Regions from separate parts of the Mus musculus genome. Here region 2 is linked to region 1. Evidence: chromatin contacts called from public capture Hi-C data. All regions are on one chromosome and are shown on one strand. Each heading gives the region's core, a stretch centred on a gene start, on an enhancer-like site or on the middle of the called end of the contact. The rest is flanking DNA. Distances are from core to core; before and after follow the strand shown. Region 1 overlaps Tmem117 (transmembrane protein 117). Region 2 overlaps Dbx2 (developing brain homeobox 2).

The links. Capture Hi-C pulls out chosen DNA fragments and counts their contacts.
Region 2: a capture Hi-C map of embryonic tail shows a contact between it and region 1, with 5 times the contacts expected there. The contact joins two enhancer-like sites. A contact is called at or near these places in 4 of 39 promoter capture datasets (cranial neural crest, embryonic stem cells, hippocampal neurons and 1 more), 2 of 115 datasets of contacts at active chromatin or transcription factors (astrocytes and embryonic stem cells) and 1 of 9 other capture datasets (embryonic tail).

What each region holds. Positions count from the first base shown.
Region 1 is chr15:94,809,754-94,816,721 of GRCm38.p6, reverse strand. The region is part of intron 3 of Tmem117 (transmembrane protein 117); the gene reads right to left. Among named protein-coding and RNA genes, the nearest start is that of Gm31007, 82 kb to the left of the region's middle. Within about 2 kb of position 4,996, at least 19 of the 459 cell types and tissues checked have an H3K27ac peak or open chromatin away from gene starts, as enhancers often do. A contact at or near this core is called in embryonic tail, where this site is marked.
Region 2 is chr15:95,634,925-95,642,007 of GRCm38.p6, reverse strand. Dbx2 (developing brain homeobox 2) reads left to right here. Exons shown (of 4, transcript NM_207533.2): 2 at 1,274-1,369. Among named protein-coding and RNA genes, the nearest start is that of Gm31690, 16 kb to the left of the region's middle. RefSeq lists an enhancer at 559-3,264. Within about 2 kb of position 2,392, at least 25 of the 459 cell types and tissues checked have an H3K27ac peak or open chromatin away from gene starts, as enhancers often do. A contact at or near this core is called in embryonic tail, where this site is marked.

The sequences.
Region 1 (6,968 bases), core at 3,747-6,246:
TTTCTGAGGAACCGCCAGACTGATTTCCAGAGTGGTTGTACAAGCCTGCAATCCCACCAACAATGGAGGAGTGTTCCTCTTTCTCCACATCCACGTCAGCATCTGCTGTCACCTGAATTTTTGATCTTAGCCATTCTGACTGGTGTGAGGTGGAATCTCAGGGTTGTTTTGATTTGCATTTCCCTGATGATTAAGGATGTTGAACATTTGCTTCTCTGCCATTCGGTATTCCTCAGGTGAGAATTCTTTGTTCAGTTCTGAGCCCCATTTTTTAATGGGGTTGTTTGATTTTCTGAAGTCCACCTTCTTGAGTTCTTTATATATGTTGGATATTAGTCCCCTATCTGATTTAGGATAGGTAAAGATCCTTTCCCAATCTGTTGGTGGTTTTTTTGTCTTATTGACGGTGTCTTTTGCCTTGCAGAAACTTTGGAGTTTCATTAGGTCCCATTTGTCAATTCTCGATCTTACAGCACATGCCAATGCTGTTCTGTTCAGGAATTTTTCCCCTGTGCCCATATCTTCAAGGCTTTTCCCCACTTTCTCCTCTATAAGTTTCAGTGTCTCTGGTTTTATGTGAAGTTCCTTGATCCACTGAAAATACAAAATGCAAAAGGATCCTAACTCAAAACATCCAGGTAATCCAGGACACAATGAGAAGACCAAACCTACGGATAATAGGAATTGATGAGAATGAAGATTTTCAACTTAAAGGGCCAGCTAATATCTTCAACAAAATAATTGAAGAAAACTTCCCAAACATAAATAAAGAAATGCCCATGATCATACAAGAAGCCTACAGAACTCCAAATAGACTGGACCAGAAAAGAAATTCCTCCCGACACATAATAATCAGAACAACAAATGCACTAAATAAAGATAGAATATTAAAAGCAGTAAGGGAGAAAGGTCAAGTAACATATAAAGGAAGGCCTATCAGAATTACACCAGACTTTTCACCAGAGACTATGAAAGCCAGAAGAGCCTGGACAGATGTTATACAGACACTAAGAGAACACAAATGCCAGCCCAGGCTACTATACCCAGCCAAACTCTCAATTACCATAGATGGAGAAACCAAAGTATTCCACGACAAATCCAAATTCACACAATATCTTTCCACGAATCCAGCCCTTCAAAGGATAATAACAGAAAAGAAGCAATACAAGGACGGAAATCACGCCCTAGAACAAGCAAGAAAGTAATCCCTCAACAAACCAAAAAGAAGACAGCCACAAGAACAGAATGCCAACTCTAACAACAAAAATAAAAGGAACCTCTTTACTTTAATAAGAGTCTTCTTATTGGTGGCTGTCATAGTTACTGTTCATTCTTAACTTGAGGGGATGAAGTCACTGAGGGGATGGATAAGCCTCAGGGAATGCCTGAGAAGGAGTGTCTACGTGAGGCTGAAGATGTTGCCAAATGAGAGCAGTTCTAACCCATAGGCTGAGGAGAAAGTGGACTCCAGGCCACATCCAGAGAGCTCTGCTTCCTGACTAAAGATGCAACGTGAGCAGCTGCTTCCAGTCCCGCTGCCATGACGACCCGCTATGGCGGACTGCACCCTCTGAGAATCATCACAAGTCTTTCCTTCTCTCTGTTGCTTTTCACAGACGCTTTCCCACCAGTCTGTAAAGTATCTAATACGGTTGCTTTGCCAAATCAAACAGGAAACATGGTTGGGAGCTTAGATTTTCTTTCAAAACCTACTTTTAATATGGGTTCTTAAATGCTTCAACCTCCCTTCTAACCCAGCACCCACCAGAGGGAGTGGAAAAGAAAAGTTATTAGGATACGGGGCGGGGGGAGTGGACCTGTGTGGAAATTGTTCTTTGGAGCAACTCCCATCTGTGTGGTCAGGAAATCAGCAGTTCAGTTCACAGAAATCAGCCGCTGCAGCTCGATCCATTTACAGACACTTCACGGCACACCACCAGTCCCGTTCGGTAGTGTCAGGATAGCAAACATGAATCAGCAACAGTGGCAAGAGCCAGCAGAAACAGCCACAGCCACAAATCAGCATGACTCAGCAGGAGGGACCAGGACCAACAGGGACTCCAGGAGAAGTTCTTTGCTGTGCCTTTCTCAACGAAGTATAGACAAGACATAAGACAAAGCATATGTGGCAAAGCTAGCTATGCACAACCCCCATCACTGTTCGTTTAATCCTATTTATACTCCCTCCAAACATCACTCATCCTCCATCAGTCTTGCCTTCCCTCAGCCTTCCCTCAGCCTTCCCTCAGCCTTCCCTCAGCCTTCCCTCAGCCCCCGAGTCTCTCTTAACAGAACTCCTTTTGAGTCTGTATCACGTGACATCACTCAGCCAATCAGCCCCAGTCTACAAAAGCAGCACGAAGCCTCCGGAACATCACCACAAGTTTTTGGTGCATTTCTCTCAGTTGAGTCAAGACAAACAGAGCTCAGCTACACAATGCAAGGTGAAGGAACACATGCATGTCCTTGTTGAAGAATCCTTCATCACGTTCCTTTCATGGGCTTGCTTTAGCAAAACATCCCTCCACCTGTGTCCGATCCAAGCAAAACATTCTTTGACATAACTGACTTTCCAAAGAAACTAAGTTTCCACTTTACATGCTGATTACAATGATTGATTCACAAAGACTTAATTAGTGCCCTTTCTTCTGGTAACTTCTTTGAGGCATGTGAGGTCAACAGCCTGAGCCCCACACAGGGTTACATGAACTCCATGAGATCAAAATGTTTGACCTTGATATAGATCCAAAAGGATTTGGCCAGAGAGGCAAGAACTCTGACTAGAAGAACTCAGAACCCAAAAATAGTTGGTGCATGTGAGAAAGGCCAAAGACAGAAGCCAGCATCCCTCCAGGCAGGGATCAGGAGGAAAGAGCAATGGGAAGGAATGCCCAATCTTAGTCATGGGAGCAGTGTTTTCAGCATCGGCAGAGAACCATTTCTATTGTGTCTGGCTGGATGACTGAAATAAAAAGTTAAAGAACCAACATAAAGAGAAGGTGGGGATAACACATGTCATGTGCTTCCAGGGTGAAGGTTTCTGTTTCTCCAACGTTATTTGGAATGCACTGGCAACTTCTCAGGGGCCATTGCTAATTTCTCAACACCAAATTAGAATAAATGGAGAAAGTATCCATCAAGAGCCCTCTGCTCTGCTGTGACTGTACGGAGGGCATTGATGTCTCTCCCTGTAACCGGCCAAGAAGCCAGGAGCCTCCTGAATACTCGCTGTTATTCTGGCTACATACAGCATGTCAATTCTGAGCATATTACTCAGAACTGTCACTTATGGAAAACAGGTCTAGAGACTTAGTGCAATGCAGGGTCCCAAACTTTTCTCCATCCAGCCTAACAGCTCACTGAAATCCAAGAACCAGTGTGTGTGTGTGTGTGTGCTTCTCTGTGTCTGTCTGCCTGCGTGTGTCTATGTGTATGTGTGTGTCTGTCTGTATGTGTCTGTGTCTGTGTATATGTGTGTGTCTGTGTGTGTCTATGTATATGTCTATGTATGTGTGTGTGTGCGCATGTCTATGCATGTATGTGTTGTGTTTGTATGTGTGTCTGTGTGTGTATATGTGTGACCATGATGTGTGTGTCTCTGTATGTGTCTGTGAGTATGTCTGTCTGTGTATATGTGTTCATGTTTACCTGTGTAGGCATATGTGGGATGTATATACGTGTGCATATATATAGAAACCAGAGGCTGACCCTGCCTATTTCCTGTACTGCACTCCACTTTATTTTAAAGGGTCACATATCAGCTTGTATAATTAGCCATCTTGCTCTGGAGATCCTGTCTCTGCCTCCTGTGCAGGGATTACAAGATTACCATGCCCAGACGAGGTATGTGGATGCTGGGGATCCCCACTCAAGTGTCTGTGTGTGAAGTGTAGACGCCTTCCTCTCTGACCCATGCACCTGGCTCTAGCAGCATGCCCGTACTTGAGACAGGCTGGAGTAAAGGCTGTACAAGAGAGATCTGCTGTCACTTGTCTATGAATCCAGTCCCAAAGCGTCTGTATAATCTCATCTCCTGCCTAATTTTCCCCTAGCATTTGCCAGCCCATCCAGGGTGCTACAGATAGCTGACACCAAGTAAAGTAACAAAAGACACCTGCTGCTAGGTCTCAAGCTCTGGATGACTCCTGACTGTAGCTGTTACCTAATTTAATAATCTCTTAAACTTCAATGTATCTGTAAAACACAACATGACAAATGGTATGTGGTATGTCTTGTAAGGATTAAATGTAGTTTGCATTTTTCCCGTCATAAATAAGTGAAAAATTCCGCTCCTCATCATTTGGATACACCTGCATTCTTCATGCCCCAATCTAAGGCATTGCTGTTCCCTTTCTTTGCCAAGTTGGAGCCTTGGGTCATTAATTATTGCAGTCCCAAGGCCTCTTGGATAAAACAGCATCTGTCATCTGCAAGGGAAGGGTGAGCACACACCTGGGCAGAAGATGGATCTGAGAGCAGCCCAGCAGCTCCCAGCTGTGCATACAGACCAGCACACAAATACCAGGTCTGTCATAGCACAACGGCCGCTCTGCTTCGCAGAACAACTCAGGAACCCTAGACTGTACAAAAATCTTCTGTTGAAAACCACAGGTTTGGCAAAAGACAAAAGGCAATTGTTATTTTGATGTAAGAACTGCAATTTGCAAAGCTAATGAAAATGCATTTTCTTTACAGAGAGACATCAGTGATGCCACTACATGTCTCTGTAAAGATGATGAGACCTTTCAGAGTCTGCCCGTGAATTCCCAGCATGTCTTTTTCTGCATTGCACACAGGCCAGAAGATGAACCTGCCACCTCAACAGAATGTATTATTGTGCCTCGGCCTCCGAAACTCCCCCTGAGGAGCTCAGCTCTGGGGCAGCCATAAGGAAGCCATAAAGAAATCATGGTCTGTAAGCCTCAAAGAGAGGAGGGGTCCCTCCCGCCCATCTTCTGTGCTGAAGCTGGAAGCAGATGGCCATGCTCCCTTCTGCAGGATTCCAGAGTCAGGTCCCAGATGTGGTGAGAACCCACAGCATCTGCTGCGTCCTGACTCTGTTACTGACATCTGCGAGCCACTCACTGTGGGGCCTTGGCTACTTTCTGTTCTCAAAAATGGAACTGAACATCCCCTCTTGGCCCTCCCCAGAGGATCAATTACTGTATGCAAATGAGACAATCAATGTATCAACAAGCCTGGAAAAGTGAAGTCCAGGAACGTGTGTGTGTGTGTGTGTGTGTGTGTGTGTGTGTGTGTATGTGTGTGTGCGTGTGCACATGTGGTATGAATATGTATATGTCTGCATGCAAATCTGTACACATGAATGTGGTATGTATGTGTGTTTTCATGTGGTATTTATGTGTGTATGTGTGTGTATGCATGCATGCATGTGAGGGGGTGTTATATGTGGTATGTATGTGTGTGTACATGTGAATATGTATGAATATGCATATGTGTGCATGCATGTTTGTGTACACATGCATGTGGTATGTACATGTGTTTTCATGCGGTATGTATGTGTGTATGTGTGAATTCATGTGTGTGCACATATGCATGTGGTATGTATGTATACGTGTATGCATGCATGTGAGCAGGGAGGGGTGTTGTGCATGCTGTGTATGTATGTGATGGAGTATACGTTGGTGTGGTAACCAACAGGATGTGAGAATCAAGAACACTAGGCACTAGAGTCTGACAGTCTAGCACAACTCCCCAGTGCCCTTTATGCCTTTCTCATGCTTTCATAGGAACTAAGAATGCAGACCCTTCGACTTAACAACTAAGGATATCCTGGAGCACTCAGGTGAACGTTTCTGAGAAAAGCCTATTTACAGCTGTCTTTCCTTCTTTCCTTCTGTTTTGAGCAGGCACATGGGATCTGGAGCTAGAGCGGCCATTATGCAATAACGAGACAAAGTAACAAGGTAACAAGTTACAGCTTGCGAAGGAGGATGCAGGAAAAGCAACCATTCCGATACAGCACAGAAAAGTTGAAACAATTCTCAAACCCTCCCACAGCAATGGAAACCATGAAAGGAGAAGGCCTGATTTGTTTAAGTTCCCATCAGGCAGGTATCCTGTGGACTGCAGCCAAATGTATTCCCAAGGAAAAAAAAGGAGACGGGAACGACCCTTTTAAAGCATCAGTCAGATTTCTCTGTTGGCAAATACCCCAATGACTTCCCTCTTCATCCAAAGTGGGCCTACAGCCAGAATCGATCTGCGGCTTGTGAACCTCCGGGTCTCCTTAATCTGCCTCTATTTAATCTACCAGTCACAGTAAGCTCATTGGTCTGGACTTCTGCACTTGTCTTACCCCAAAGCAGTCCCCCTCACCTCAACTGCATGCAGGATTTCCCAGAGGTTGACTTCTCAGTGAGGCCTGGGGCTGTCCTCAGTATGTCTGCCTGCTGCGCTGCCCAGCCCTAGCTCCCTCCACTTGTCTATAATTAATATGATTATTGATCCATGTGCTGGTTTCCTGTTTGGTGGTTTCTCAGCTTGACTCAAGTGGGAATCATCAGAGAAGGGCCGTCAGCTGACGGTTTGTTTCCATTAGACGCCCCTGAGAACAAGTCTGCGAGGCGTTCTATTGGTAAATGATTAATACAGAGCGCCCAATGCCCTGTGGGCAGTAACACTCATGGGCAAGTGTGCCAGGGGTGTATAAGAAAGCGAGAATCTGAGGAAGCCATGGAGAGCAAGCCAGTGAGCAACACTCCCTCATGGCCTCTGCTTCAGTTCCCACCCTAGGTTCCTCCCCTGAGTTCCTGCCCTTCCTTCCTTTCATGCTGGATTGTAAGCTGTAAGATAAAATAAACCCTTTCCTTCCCAAATTGTTTTGGTCCTGGTATTCATGGCAGTAATAGAAAGCATGCAGGAGAGCCCTCCTACATCTCTGACCACGCTCTGTGTCTTAGTTGGGGTTTCGTTGCTGTGAAGAGACACCATGATCACAGCAACTC
Region 2 (7,083 bases), core at 1,143-3,642, 830 kb before region 1:
GATTCCATATTTGAGGGTGTCCTGGAGCGGAGGACTCGGTGAATGTCTTATCCCTGTTCCCTTCCTGTTCTTCATTTCAAAGACCATTTATCCGATTATTAAAAATCTGACTACAGTATGTTAGGTAATGCTGCCATGGGTGTCAGGGTAAAAGCAGGTGCCCACTGTCTGGCATGACGACCTTTATTTATGCTGTACTAATGCATTTTATTAAAGAAGATGGTATGTCGAAGCATTCAACCAGGCCTGGCACTCATTAATAACAACAGTCTATGAGAGTCCATGGTAGTCTTTAGAGTTGTGTTTCTACGGAGTGAGGAGCAGAGATCAAAACTTTTCTGAAATTATATTTAAGTAAAATGATTGTTGTCTCTGTGATATGGTGTAAAGACATCAGAATAACATACAGCAATAATAAAAACGCCATTATTATTTAGATGCCCCAATTAGTCTCCTTCCCATGCATGAAGATTCCATTCCGTTATGAATCCTGTGTTTGAATAAACTGAGCAGAAGAGAATTAAGGGCTGACTCCCTACCGGGTAAACATGCTTCCTGGCAACCAGGTTTGCCTTGAGAGGCGGTGGGATTGTTTGTACACGCTTTAAGACACGCGGCTGGGGTCAAAAACAGCTCTCTTACCATGGAGCTGTTCAGTAAATCCGCTCTTAGCACCCTGAGAATCCAGCTAGCCACATCTTTCCTAGAACCTGAAAATGAGCCCTGAAGATGATACAATCTCTTCAAAACAACCAGACATTTAAAATTGCTTCTTGGTAAGTAGAATGTTTAGAACCATGCCATTTACTATTGTAATCCTTAGCCACAAGAGCCTCTTTAAGTTTAAATTAATTTGGTCTGGAGATTTAGTACCTACTCAAGCTAGCCATCTTTGAGCTTGGCAATCGCCTTTGGTCAGAAGCTGCCATGTTGGCCAGGGCAGATGCAGAGGGCTCGTCCATCATTGCAGATATTGATTGCATACTGTTACCCTAGTGTTCCTTGTGTAAAAGCACAGTCGCTATTCATTAGTTGTAATTACATCCACGCCGGCTTGAGTCTTTCCACCACATCTTCCAAATCCCGAGGAGAGTACTTGGCAAGAACTTTGACACTTTAAAATGACTTTAATTTCGGTAAAGAGTTAGAATGGAGGGGAAGGAAGGTTCTGCAATGGGGTGCCTTCACTGGGGGGTGGGGCTGGGGGGGGCTGGAGTTTTGAATGTTGTGTAAAAGAAACGGTTAATCAATGGGATCAATGCTTTCTCTGCAGTGCCTTCCAAACCCTTTCTTCTGAGCGCCCCGCCATTCTACTCTGCATGCTGCGGTGGGTCCTGCAGGCGCCCAGCATCCCCCACAGCTTTTTCAAGTAAGTTTTAATGCTTCATCGGCTATGCCTCAGCTATTCTGTAAACCAAAGCAGCAGGATTTAATGTGCTCAGGGAAGCTAATTGGCAGTGCACCGGCAAGGAGCTAATTCCTCACTAAAAATCACAGCGACCCCATTCAGGAGGTTTGCAGAGATTATCAAACCTAGGCACAGTGAGCGATTGTGAGCTGGTTTTCGGGCCACACTGAGCCAGGAGCTGACGCGCCAAGGCAAGGGCCTGTTTTCCATTTGATATAACAGACCTCAGAGGGACCAGTTTGACACTTTCTGAACCCTGCAGCCACACTCCGTTTAAGAAGGGAAGAAGAGGAAAGCGGGCAAACAGAGGGCGCTGTGTGGTGTTTCCATTTGGCTTAAAGTGACTAAAAAGTCACAGGTCTAGAAAATAATTAGAAACTCGGGATCATAAAAGGGGGTAAATATTTTCAGGGCAGGGTTCTCTAAATGCTCTAAAAGCAAACTTCTTTTGTGTCTGGGAAAGGAGAAACTGAACGGAGCATCATGGTGTCCACACTTTCTCATGCACACAGGTGTCTTGGTGTGTCAGTAAAATCAACAGGCAGAGGATGAGCCATAGAGAGAGTCAGGCGGGGGTCGGGGTCGGGGGCAGGAGAAGGCACTTGCACAGGTACACAGCCATGACAGGTGAGAGTGGAGAAGTGAGTGTGAGTCCCCAGTCCCAGCCGCACAGTGGGTTTCAGGCCCCATGGCCCCGTATGTGTTCGTGTGCTTCATGGAAGTTTCAAGGGGAGCCGTTTCCCCACAGAATGACTCTGGACAAGCGAAGCAGCAAATGTTGCTGTTTAATGAGCTGCAGCCTTCTGAGTTTCTCTTTAGGAGGCCGATACTTTCCCACAGAGCCCTTTACACGCCTGCGACGTGGCTACAATGGGCGACAGACCCATGACCAATGCTCACTTTCGCTGGACTCATCCACACGCGACCTCACCACAATTTTTCACTCTGCAGATGAACTTTAGGGACCGTTTCACAGCGAGAGGGCTTGGGCAAGGGTCATTTGTCCTTTTGTGTGGTCATAAAGCCAGGCTCTGTGTGTCAGTCTTTTCTCCTGCTTCACATTCCGAGTGAGTTTCTGGACGCCATTTAAAGCCCTTGGCTGAAAAATAAAACAGTGAATAGAGCTGACTTTTATAGACTCGTTCTAGCTCATCTTCCCATATAGCCCTGTCCACCTGAAAGGGGATTTTAGTGGCTGAGCTGAGTGTATATAGGGACTCGCTGAATACACAAGGGCCCATTATCAACTATGGGGATTGTGTATTAACCAGGACCGATACACGGCTATTTTGGCGGTGACCTATTAATTGCCGATTTAACTAGAATGTATTGCATTTGAATAGTGAAATAGAAACCATGACTAAACCTTTTCCTCACTCCTTCAAGGTGGTCCTCTATGAGGGCAATTGGAAACTTGTGCGAATCAAGGCACCATTTATCATCAGAGAGAGGGGTGTCGGGCAAAGATGTCTGGAGAAGATGGTGTTTAAACCCAGACGCTTAAACCTCATCCCAGTGGCACCTCCATCTATTGAAGAGGTCTCACACTTAAGTGCACTTGCTTCATCTTGATATCGGTTTACTTTAGCAGGTTGCTAGTGCTACAGCTCAGGGCGTGTGGAACTGGTTCATGTCAGAAGGATGCTCAGGCATGTGGGTATACATGGCGGTGCAGTGTATTTATTTTAAAGCAGTGTTTTAAGAGTCTCTAACCCATAAACGTTTGGGCCAGTTTAATGAATAAGGAAAAAAACGCACTGGGGAGGTTTACTAGAGCCCGTCATCTTCCCAAGAGCGCCAATGATTATTTTAAGAAGGTTGTGTTTTTTCTCATTATTTCTCAGCCCTTCACACCCAGTGCCCTCTGCAGAGCTGTGGTAAATGACACTCATCCCTCAGGGCTCCAAGCCCCATGTTTATCTTGGGGTGGGGGCGGGGAACCACTTGGCTTGAAAGATCAGTGTGGTTCAGATCAACGATAGAATATACTGCCCTTGACTTGTCTGCCCTCCGAATGTTGGCCATCGAAGACCATTTAGAGAACCCACATGTGTTTTTAATAAATGGCGCCGTGTCCCATTATTACTTATAACTCCGAGATGAATGTCTTATTTTCCTATTTATAATGTTCATTCACATTGGCAGCAACTAGTAATACGGTGCTCTCTTGATGTCCGTAAAGAATTCTCTAGAAACAACTGGGTTAACCAGGGTGTGGCTAATGAGCTTTACATTTGCAGCATTAAAAAAAAAAAAAAAAGAGAGAGAAAAGAAAAGAAAAAGCTCAAGGAATTTACTAGACTTTCTTTTTTTAAAAAAAATAATAAGTGTTTATATCCAAGTCACTAAATTATTTTCCATTGCAGAAAAAAAGAGAGAGAGAGAGAGAAAGAGAGAAAATGAACTGTTCAAGTAAGCTTGTGTTAAGTTTCCACTTGAACAGCCAAAAGTAGGGATGAGAGCTAAAACTTTGACCAAGCGACGAAGCTGATGGCTACCATTCTTGCCTCAGAAGGTTGACTCTGCTCTTTCCCAGAGCACAGGATCAGCTCAGCACATCTGGAGCAGGGCAAGGGAAGTGCTGCTTCCACTCCCAGTGCGATGTGATTGCTTAACATCTTCGATTGGAGTTTTCCTGACCCCTCAGATTTAGGGCTGACTCCCTGTTGCAAATGTGGAAGCCATTGTTCGCTCAATGTCCTTCTCACATGCAGTAAACACTTTAACAAGACACGGAGAACAGTAGAGAAAAAAAAATCGAAAGGCACCCATAAAAGGTGGTCCCTCCCCTAAAGCATTGCATGGAAAAAAAAAAAAACCTTTGATATTACACTCATAAACTCATTTTCAAAAAGAACACATTCCCCAGCTAAAATGAAAGGGAAACTTGTGCAAATGATGTAGATAATGACTTTAAAAAAATCCACCTCAAAAAAATGAAGTCTTAATTAGGTAGGCAAGCAAATTGAGTTAATTAGATGATTATTTCATTTGTCTCCGAGTACCCAACTTGACCTTTCAAGAAGTTTATGCCCTAGAAGACAGAACTTGGATTTGAAACCAACTTTATGTAAGTCTGAGTGGAGGAAACTCCCCACCAGGGCAAATGGCTCTGCCTTTCCCTGAAGAGGCATTTGCTTTTGACGTTTCCAGCTCAGCGTTGTCCCTTTTTCTTCTTTGTTAAAACTTAAAAGAGCATTGTAGCTCCCTAAGTGTGAGTATAGCATTTTGTGGACAGTGGCAGGCAGGGGCATTAGTTTTGCTGGGTAAATTCAGATCTGCTCTGTGGATCTCACTTTCCCAGACGGGTAATGCACTGATTAATAGCGGTGCCATCTGACTTGAGAGTTGGCTTTACTGCTCTGAGCTTGAGTGATGGGTAGTCTGGGAAAACTGGCCAGAGCTGTGGAAACCTAGTAAAGGCCGAATGAAATTCCTGTCACATATACCCAAGCAGATATAAAATATTTAGTATGCAGAGAGATTTAATTTAACCATTCTAAGATCTTTGGAGGGACACATTTTTGTTTTTGTTTTTTGAATTTAGAAAGAAGTCTGATTATATTGCTTAGAAGATAATCATTGACTCTGTAGCTCATTTGAATATAGGTATTGACTTCTCAAAAGTGACGGAGTGGTGTCGCAGAGACGAATGACCTCCAGTCAACCAAGAAGAATCTTGGAAGATTCAGAGACTGGACACAATAGGCTTTCCCAGTTGACGGCTCCATTCAAAGCTCTAGAGAGGCAGAGGCAGAAGCAGAGTCTCATTCCTAAGGCTCAGGTTTTTCTTTTTTCTTTTCTGCCTGAGCATCCAGCCCAGATGGTAACGGTGGGGACCTCCCAGGTCTGCAGGCTTCTTTTCTATAACTCATTCCCCAGGTATCCCATGACATCAAATATAGGACTGCTTATAAAAATCTCTTGGTTCCCTAAAAGAGTTTTGAATTACAGAATAGAAGAGGGTAGGACAGACTAGATAGGACAGAATGTGAAAAACGTGTAATGCCATCTCTGTGTGTGCAGAGCATCACCGGCTTATGAGGTGTGCTTTAGCCACAAGCTGTGCAGAAGAGGAGATTCCATTCCTACTAGACTCCTCTTCCCAGTTACCCCTCCAGAGACTCCCATGCCATTCTCCCTCCTTCCTCCCCTTTGCATCTATGAGGGAGCTCCTTTACCCACCCACCCACTCCTACCCCGCTGCTCTAGCATCTCCCTATGCTGGGGCATCAAGCCTCCACAGGACCAAGGGCCTCTTCTCCCATTGGTGTCAAAAGAAGGCCATCCTCTGCTACATGTGTATCTGGGGCCATGGCTCCCTCTGTGGATACTCTTTGTTTGGTGATTTAGAGCCTGGGAGCTCTGGGTTGGTTCAGTTAGTTAATATTGTTCTTTCTATGGGGTTTCAACCACCTTCAAATTCAGCTCCTTCAGTCCTTCCTCTAACTTTTCCATTGGGGTTCTTGGGCTCAGCCTGATGGTTGTCTGTGAGCATCTGCACCTGTATTGGTCAGGTGTTGGTAGAACCTCTCAGGGAACAACCATACTAGGCTCCTATCAGCAAGCACTTCTTAGCATCAGCAATAGTGTGAGGATTCGGCGGCTGCAGATGGGATGAATCCCTAGGTGGGGCAGTCTCTGGATGGCCTTTCCTTCAGTCTCTGTTCCATTTTTGTCCCTGTCTTTTTTTTTTTTTTTGGACAGGACCAATTCTGGGTTAGGCACATTGAATAGAAGACACTCAGGTAAAACCCAAGCTAAAAGGAAGTCAGAGAGTGAAGGACCTTTACAGTTACTCCTATCCTCCTCAGCAAAGGAGAACTGGCATCAGGAGACAGACTTCAGATGTAAATAGTGAAATCTGAAGAAACACGCAACAGAAGCTAGTGGTATTTTAGCTGGCCTGTTGGAGAGGCCTGGATCAAGCAAATTGCTTCTCTCTCCCCAGCTCTGAGAAGCTACTGAGTTAATTGAAAGGGTGAGAGAGCTTTCACCCTCCAAGGGCTGTTGGTAGCCTCCAGTCTGAGTTATCCTGAAAGAATCCTTGAGAGTCTGAAGCTGTCTAGAGTCAAAGCTGTTCCCCATACTCCTTACCTTCCTCACAAAGCTGTGGGGTGGGCTGGCTCGAGTGGTCTATGGATTTGGGTTTTTTTAGTGTGGAAACTGAACAGGGCTTTCTAGGAGTGAGCTGGGCTGTATGACCCTTGGGTAGCCCACCTTGGAAACAGAGCTTGTGATAAAACATGGCAGGGTTAGCGACCACAGGAATGACAAAGGAACACTGCGCTTCTGAAGGTTGGTCCCATGGTTGCTTGTGTCTACTAGAAAACAGATCCAAACATAAAATGTGCAACAGCATGCCAAGATTACTTGTCCACACTTCTATAATGGTCTACCTTGGTGCTTACATTTGATATTCTATCTTTTCTCCTCTGCAGTTTTACCTACCTGTAAGCCCAATGCATATTAGTAGTCAGGGGGGTATGAGGAGTATGTATCTCTGAAGAAGCCTATTTAGGACTTCCTGTAAGAATAGGCACAGGAATGCTTCCCAGAGTGGAGTCAGGTAGCCCATGTGGTTGTGTTGAGTTGCCATGGTAAAATGGCATCTGTGTAAGATTGGGTAAGGGGAGGGTGGTGGGGGAACCAATGGGAGAGACACATAGAAAAGA